Linked DNA regions of Gossypium hirsutum: region 2 is linked to region 1. A link is a contact called in public Hi-C data. All regions are on one chromosome and are shown on one strand. The core of a region is the stretch at or near the end of the contact, and the rest is flanking DNA. Distances in the headings are between cores, read along the strand shown.

Evidence for each region. Hi-C and Micro-C count contacts between places; a contact is called where the count stands out from the background.
Region 2: a contact with region 1 is called in a Hi-C map of leaf, with 3 times the contacts expected there. The contact joins the promoter of LOC107935256 here to the promoter of LOC107935268 in region 1. A contact is called at or near these places in 2 of 34 Hi-C or Micro-C datasets (both in leaf).

What each region holds. Positions count from the first base shown.
Region 1 is chrA02:104,441,046-104,445,160 of Gossypium_hirsutum_v2.1, forward strand. LOC107935268 (malate dehydrogenase, glyoxysomal) reads right to left here and starts at 2,229. Exons shown (of 8, transcript XM_016867841.2): 1 at 1,590-2,229; 2 at 934-1,248; 3 at 525-614; 4 at 357-440. The coding sequence starts at 1,886.
Region 2 is chrA02:104,614,211-104,618,325 of Gossypium_hirsutum_v2.1, forward strand. LOC107935256 (protein CROWDED NUCLEI 4) reads left to right here and starts at 2,366. Exons shown (of 9, transcript XM_016867825.2): 1 at 2,366-2,778; 2 at 3,629-3,838; 3 at 3,938-4,115. The coding sequence starts at 2,590. It overlaps LOC107935273 (lysosomal Pro-X carboxypeptidase), which reads left to right. Exons shown (of 10, transcript XM_016867850.2): 9 at 14-63; 10 at 190-490. The coding sequence ends at 329.

The sequences.
Region 1 (4,115 bases), core at 979-3,478:
AGCATGTAAACACCATGACGGTAACAATATGCAAGAACAAATCAAATAAGTTTTCAAGAACCAAGGCATGATGCTGCATTCTAACATGAACAAGTGAATATGTCGGTAAAACTAAGGGAACCGTGTAGCATAGTCAGCTTGATTATTTATTAAACTTAGCTAACATGAGTCCCATGGATCATAGTGTACTTTTGAGGTATATTAGCCAGATGTGCTCTACAGGTGCAAAATTGTGATTTGCTCAACATTTTGTCTTGAACTAACATAAGTCCCATAGATTTGATTACTTTTAGTTCACCATAAGGTTTCCAGCTATCGGAGTTTTCAGTCTAGAAATCAAAACATAAATGCTTTACCTCAACGACTTCTGTACCACCATTCTGAATGCGGTTTGTCAGATACTCGATTTCTTTTTGGGTGAAAGAGCATGGAGGCTTAACCTGTATAAAGGGAACAGTGAGCTCTTACATAGAATGTTCTTTCTAATACGAAATTGTTTGAATTGAAAACAAGTACTTTTCAACCTGAGATAGAAGGGGTAAAATAGTAACCCCTGCGTGTCCCCCAATAACCGGAACATCAACCTCCCGCGGATCAAGACCCATGACTTCTGCCTATAAAGAAACCAAACTAATGAGGGTAAAAATTATAAGAGAACATCAGAAATGAACATTAGTAACAGTTTATCGCACCATAGATTATACAGTTTCCATTATAGGCATATACCATACATATACCATGTCGGAAAAAAACAGATCCATCAATGTCTATCAGAATCCAGACTTGGTTCATTACCAGTGAAGAAGAATATACATTAAAGGCAAGCATTATGATTACCATACAAAGGAAACCTATTCAACATTGTGTGGGAAAATCCAGAGTTGGCAAATTAACAACAAAGAACGATAAAACAATGGCAAGTTTTGTAGTTACCACAAACGTATTGGCTCTAACAACATCAAGCATTGTGACTCCCAGAAGTCTGTTTGGATCAAAGGTGCCAGCTTTCTTGAAAACTTCTGCAGCGATCGGAACAGTGGAATTAACAGGATTACTAATCAAATTGACAATAGCTTTGGGACAGCACTTAGCTATTCCCTCGCACAGTGTCTTAACAATTCCAGCATTGATGTTGAAAAGATCATCCCTTGTCATTCCAGGTTTCCTAGGAACTCCAGCTGGAATAATTACAAGGTCCATTCCTGTTAGAGCCTCCTCCAATTGCTGTTGCCCCAGAAATCCACGTACCTAAAAAATTCAACAACATTACTAAGAACAACCATAATTCTTATATATGGATTATATTAATCAAGCATAAAACTTGTGGGGTAAAGTTGTCAGCTTCATTGCCTATTGGTTTCAAGGTTGAATTTTGATGCGTTTTTATCTTAACTACAGCTTGATCATAATTCTATCTTGATTCCCATTCAACAACATGAAATTCAACTCAACAAGCAAGAACAACCCAGAAATACTCTTAAGTCTACCAATTCCATTTCCACCACTAATTAGAACTTATATATGGATTTCAATTTTCAATCAATAAAGAAAATCTTACGTAAAAGGGAACTTGAAAAACACTAGCATACCACAGCTCCAGTATCCATGTGGCTAATATCAGCAGTAACACCAGGAGTGTTAACCACATCATAAAGATGAAGAACAGAAACCAAAGGATTCATCTTCATCAACAATGATAACGGTTGCCCTATCCCACCTGCCGCTCCCAAAATCGCCACCTTGAAACCAGTTAACCCACCTTTGGCTCGGCAGTCAGCTCGACCCAAACCCGAACTACCCTCCATGTGGGAAAAGCTGGGTGGGTTGAGATGAGCCGAGATTGTTGCAATTCGTTGGTTGACTCGAGAATTATTGGTCTCCTGCATATTGAATGCCCTGCTTTTAAGAGGATTGGAGGTGAAATGAGTGATGGGGTTTCTTCAAATTGCTTCGAGTTTATAAATTGATGGAGTGTCTTGTGTTTTTGGTTGCAGAAATGGGTTGCTGAATTGGGAAACGTGTAAAGCTATCTTATCTTGAACTGCACATTCCCAGAAAAAAATTAAAAATTTTGCGTTTGGAAGCAATGGGAATTCTGTTAGAACTTTCCCCACTTCTACGAATCTCTTCTAATGTCAAATCTCAAATCATCCGCCGATTTATTTCTTATGAACTCGTTAGGCCCGATTTAGACAAGGAATGCATGTACTTCTCGAAGCCCAAGAAAACTCTTTAGGGCTTTAGGCTCAAATTTCTTCTTTTTGATAGTGGTGGAGGGGGTCATTGCCATGGTTATCTAAATCGAATCAATCCATCGGATCAAAAATTAAAAAATTAATTTAATTGGATTAAATTATTTTTAAATTTTTTTAATAATTTATTTAATTAAATTATTTAAATCGATGAACTAATAATTTAGTTGATTTAACTATTGATTTAATTTTAAAAACTTTGGTGATATAGCTTAAACTCGCACTATTTAAGTGTTAGATAAGAGTTCTATATAAGTTAAGACAATTCAATTTTTTCTAAAATATTATTTGAAATTAATTACACCAAACATCCCTAGTCTATGAGTCTCATTTTAAATTAGTTCCTAAACTTCAATATGTTCTCATTACATTCCCAAACTATTGATATTATATCGACTAGGTCTTTTCATTATTAAAATTGTTAAATTAACCGATAAATGACACATCAAATCTTATGTAACTAAATTTGAAATGAATAAATAGAACGTTTTTGAATAACTTTTAAAAGTAAAAATTAAAAATAAAGTAAACTGAAAAAATAGTACACTATAAAATTTTTGTAAAAGTTTCGAATACCATAAAATTAAGATTTTAAAACATTTATTTTTACAATATTCATTTTTATTAAAATTTTCATTTTAAATTATGTCAGATAGGATCTGATGTGTCATTTAACAGTGAAATTAACGAATTTCATAATAAAAGGACCTAATTGATAAAACATCAATAGTTTAGAGATGTAGTTAGAATGTTTTGAAGTTTAAGACTAATACAGAATGAAGGTCATAAGTTGGGGATGTTTGGTACAAATAATTCTATTTACTTTTTTATGTATTGATTGCTCATATTAATTTTAAATACATGTTTTTAAAAACAAGTGGTCAGGAAAAAGTAGTAGTAGACTTCTTTCCCAATTATTCGACTGAGTTCAAATCTTAGAATCATCACTTCAGTTTGAACAAAATTAAACTTAGGCCATAAAACTGATAAAAATACACGTAATTATACAAATAAATAAATAAAATTGTTATATTATTATATATATAAGCAACTTACATCTCAAAAAGCGGTGAAATTCAAGATATTCGATGACCAAGCATTACCAGCTAAAGAGAATCAACATCAAAGATCCTAATATATTAGAAATTCTATCACACGCGTATACATATAGAAATAATATATTTAAAACATATGTAATATGCAAATAATGTGGGTGAAATAATTTGTGTAATGACATTTAAATGTATAAAAATATTAAAATAAAGCTTTAGTTAAAACGATAAGAATAAGATTTTATAGATGTTAAAAGTATGAGTTCAAATATTAATATTTGCAACTTTTTTATTAGTTTTTTTTTCTTAATAATAACATGACTTATTTAAAATATGAAATGATATTTTAATAATTTTATTAATTAAATTGGTGTCCAATTGACTTATGATATCAACTCAGTCACACGCTTGAACAATAAATAAGATAAATAGATACTTTAGATATATACATCTCTTTCTTTCTCTAAACTTTCAAGCTTTACCGTTACAAGTCAACTTAAATATCGAAAATCATCTTGAAACACAAATTCCGACGCATTTACCATACGGAAATTCTAATCAACCAAACCCAATCTTATCATCTCAAAGTGGATCAACACAAGCAAATTCTAATAAATAATCCACCTTTTTCCTCTTAGCATTTCTTAAAACTTAAAGTAATTTGAATATAGGTATGATACTTGATGTCCTTATAAATAATTCCACCATTTTCATAAACTCATCCAATTTGAACATTGGTAATACGTCAACAACACTATTGCCTTTTGCCCACCTATACAATCAACATAGACAAAACGTCGGCATTCTGGTC
Region 2 (4,115 bases), core at 1,116-3,615, 170 kb after region 1:
TTATTCTTTGCAGTGTTCTGAAGAATATATCTGAAACGATTATTGCTCTCATCACGAAAGAAGGTAACACATTCCGAAGTCTTTTACTTCTTAATGAGTGTGATAAATCAAGAGTTAGTGACGAATATGGATATGCTGTAGCTTGTATGTAGAATACAGCTAAACATTGTAAACTGATGAATCTTTCAGGCGCCCATCACATCGACTTGCGTGCCTCTTCGACAGAGGACCCTGACTGGTTAGTGGAACAGAGGGCAACCGAGATCAAGCTGATCCAAGGTTGGATTGATAACTATCGTAAGAAAATGAAAGCAACCTTTGAGATATAGATATAATTTGTGTAAATATAGGTTCTAAGGTATGCTTCTGGCCATGTTTCTATGATTTAACCTGCAATGGATGCACTCATTTTAGAGGAAAACTGATACTTTGTGAGAGCTATGAAATGTATTTCTCTCTCTCTATATATGATCACTATGTCATTGCAATATGAGTTGACCAATCAGTTTTTCTGGTCAATGTATTTTATTTTTTCTATATACTGCCTAGAACTGCCTATAGCCCCTCCCTAACCTTTCATTAGGGGGATAATGCGCTTCAACGCTCTTGAGCCCATGTCCTCCCGACTTAATCGGCTATAGTATGAATATATTTAAAATAAATTAAAATGACATGTTTTATTTCAATTATGTCAGTGGATTCAGTTATGAATTTCAATAAATGCTAATGGATCAATTTAATAATTTTAACCAAATCCTTCATCGATTTAATTAATATAACTAATTAATTTAGATATGAATTCTAAATTCCAGATTAATCAAAAGTAAGTAAAGATAAACATAAAATTAAGGTTAAAGCATAGTCATTGTGCTCTTTGTAAATTTAAAATTTAGTCTGTTTATTTTCAAGAATTTAATCCCTATATTTTTAAATTTCAAAATTTAGGTCAAATTGTTAATTGCACCTTAAAATTATTTTGTCAACTTTGTTGGTGTGAATGAAAAAAAAATATGTTAGCTTGAAAGGATCAACTTGAACTCATCGATAGGGAGGTTGAATTGACATTTTAGAAATTGTCCTTGAACTCATCGATAGGGAGGTTGAATTGACATTTTAGAAATTGTGGTGGAAGCAATGAAAAATATGCAATAAAGAATAGAATGATTTATAATGGTTCGACCCCAATTGCCTATTCTATTACCTTAGCTTACCAAAGTATTTTCTCAAATTCACTAATTTGACAACCTTTGCCCAAACCTTAAGTTACAAACCTTCTTTCAAAGAGAAATAAGTAAACAAAGAAACAATTAGGATGTTTGCCAATTAAGTACAAATACAAAAAAGAACATTTGAGCTAAATGAATATAATGAAAGCTCACAAGTATTTTCAAGAAAAAGATATGAAACAATTAAGTTCTAAGTTGTTTTGATTGAACTTTTAAGCTTTGCACATGTCTCTTGTTGTTGCTAAACTATTTATATCATCTAATTGATTTTCAACCGTTGTAGTTGTTGTAGAAATAAATATAGTCATTAGGGATGAAATACCGGGTCATTAACTTCACTTGTAGCAACGAGTATCGATACCTACTAAAAGAGTATCGATATTTTTTGTAATTAACGTTGATTTAAGTGACCGTTGGAGCAGGAATATCGATATCTTACCAGATCGATATCTACCAGGGGTTGAAAATGGTATAATGTCAATTTAGTATCGATATCTTGTAAAATATCGATACTTAGACAAAAAGTTTTGATACTTTTTGTCCTGGAGCAATTCTAACTTGTTTGAAAATGATTAAAACATATTTGAAAATGTTTGACTCAATTGAAACCATTTCAACTTAATTTTATGAAATTGCTCAACTTTACTTTTATTAAATAACACTTTAATTTGTTATATCAAAACATATTATCCAATAAGACTTAGTTTAACAAAATACTTATTTAGTAGTCACATAATAAAAAAATGATGTTGTAATGACTTGAATTTAATAGAATTTTTTTTAATAATGTTAACAATTACACTTATATTTTTACATTTAAAAAGTGGAGGGATTAAATTTTTTGAAATAAAAATAGAGGAACTAAATTCTAAACCTAAAAAAATATAGGGACTTAGAGGACATTTTAACTTAAAATTAAAAATTAATTTTGGGCAAATCATGATAAAATATTTGATTGTAAACTACAAGTTGCCCCACAAAGAGGATCTTTACAACGAATTCTAGCCGTGGATTAATATTTTTTAAAAGAAAAGCAAAAAATAAAAATAAAAAAAATTGATGACGTGGAACGTTGACTGTCACTCTTTGGATCTTTACTCTCATCTTTTCCCTCCATGGCGGCCCAAATTTCCTAATACGACACCGTCTTTCATTTCACCCACAGTAGAAACTTCTTTTTTGTCTTAGCGATTTCCTCTCTAAAGAACAAAAACCCGACTCAGTGGCGACCCGGTGACTCACTACTTTCGATTCTTTTATCTCTTTTCAGCGGAGAATACAAAAAAAGGGTGAAGAATCCGACCAAATCCAGCTAAATCGTACGGGAATTAGGGTTTTAGGGTGAGTTGATCGGGCTTGGAAGATGGCGAGCCCGTTCACGCCGGGTACTGGTAGGGCTTTGTCGATAACTCCGGGGTCTAGGGTTTCGAAGAGTTCTCTTGGTGATGAGACGATCTGGAAGCGACTCAAGGAAGCTGGATTCGATAAGGAATCTATCAAGAAGAGAGATAAAGCTGCCCTTATTGCTTATATTGCGAAGCTTGAAGCAGAGGTCTGCTTTAAATCTTTATACTGCTTATCTGAATTAATTTTCGTGGTTTTTGGTTTGCTGTTTATTTCCCTTTTTTAAGGTTTTATTTTGTTTTTGGTGCAATAGGTTAAAGAAAAGAGTATTAGTATATTTTGAACATTTAAATTGTGAATTGTGAATATGGATACAAAAGACGATATATATATAAGGCATTTCAGTTTTAGATTTTTTACTGGGATTTATGGGGTCAATTTTCAATGTTGAGCAACCAAATAAAGTCTTGAACATTGCTCGTGGTTAGAAATTTTGTATTTCACTTGAACGCTAAATGCCAATTTAGTTGCATAACATGTGTTTACATTGTATGAGCTTTGATTGAACAAACTTGATTTTCATTTACCTGTCTGTTTGCACTTTTTGGTCGAGGTGTTGTTTCTGCTTGTGGTACCATGGAATTGAGTTGTTAATTTTGTAGGTTTATAAGAGCTTTTAGGAACATTCATGGTTTGTTTGTTTCTAGCTTCTTTTATTTGTTTCATCCTCGTTTTGGTCAGTTTTTCTCGCCTTTGTGTCATTATTTTGGGGTTGAGTGCTTTTTATGTGGATATTTTTCCTTATGAGTTTTTGCTCTTGATAGTTCCAATGGATGTGTATTATTAAGCTGTGATATTTACCTATCTTAATTTGAAAATGACTGCTTTGTACAAAGGATAAGAGTGTGGAGTGAAGGCAGTTTTGTTTTAGCATATGATGATCCTTGCATCATTCACATGTTGCTCTTAAGTTCATGCTGTAAATCTTCATTCATTCTCTGCTTCTTGTCTCACAGCTTACTAACATATTTTTAATATTTATTTATTCTTGTATGTAGCTCTCTGACCACCAACACCACATGGGCCTTCTTACATTGGAAAGAGAGGAATTGGCTTCCAAGTATGAAGAAATTAAAGCCTCTGCTGAAGCAACCGAGCTAATGCATAAACGAGATCAAGCTGCACATATATCTGCTCTGGCAGAAGCAAAAAAGCGTGAGGATGGTTTGAAGAAAGCTTTAGGAGTTGAGAAAGAATGCCTAGCAAGCGTATGGTTATTATTTGAAGTCTCTCTTTCTTGTAGTTTTTTTTTTTACATCTCTTTGAGGACCATAAATTTCTTTGGGCTTTGTTGTTGGATTTTATAGATCGAGAAGGCTTTGCATGAGATGCGTACAGAATCTGCTGAAACTAAGGTTGCAGCTGAAAGTAGATTAGCTGAAGCACGTATTATGATAGAGGATGCTGAGAAAAAGTTTTCAGAGGCTGAGGCAAAGTTTCGTGCAGCAGAGTCTTTACAGACAGAAGCTACCTTCATCCAACGTG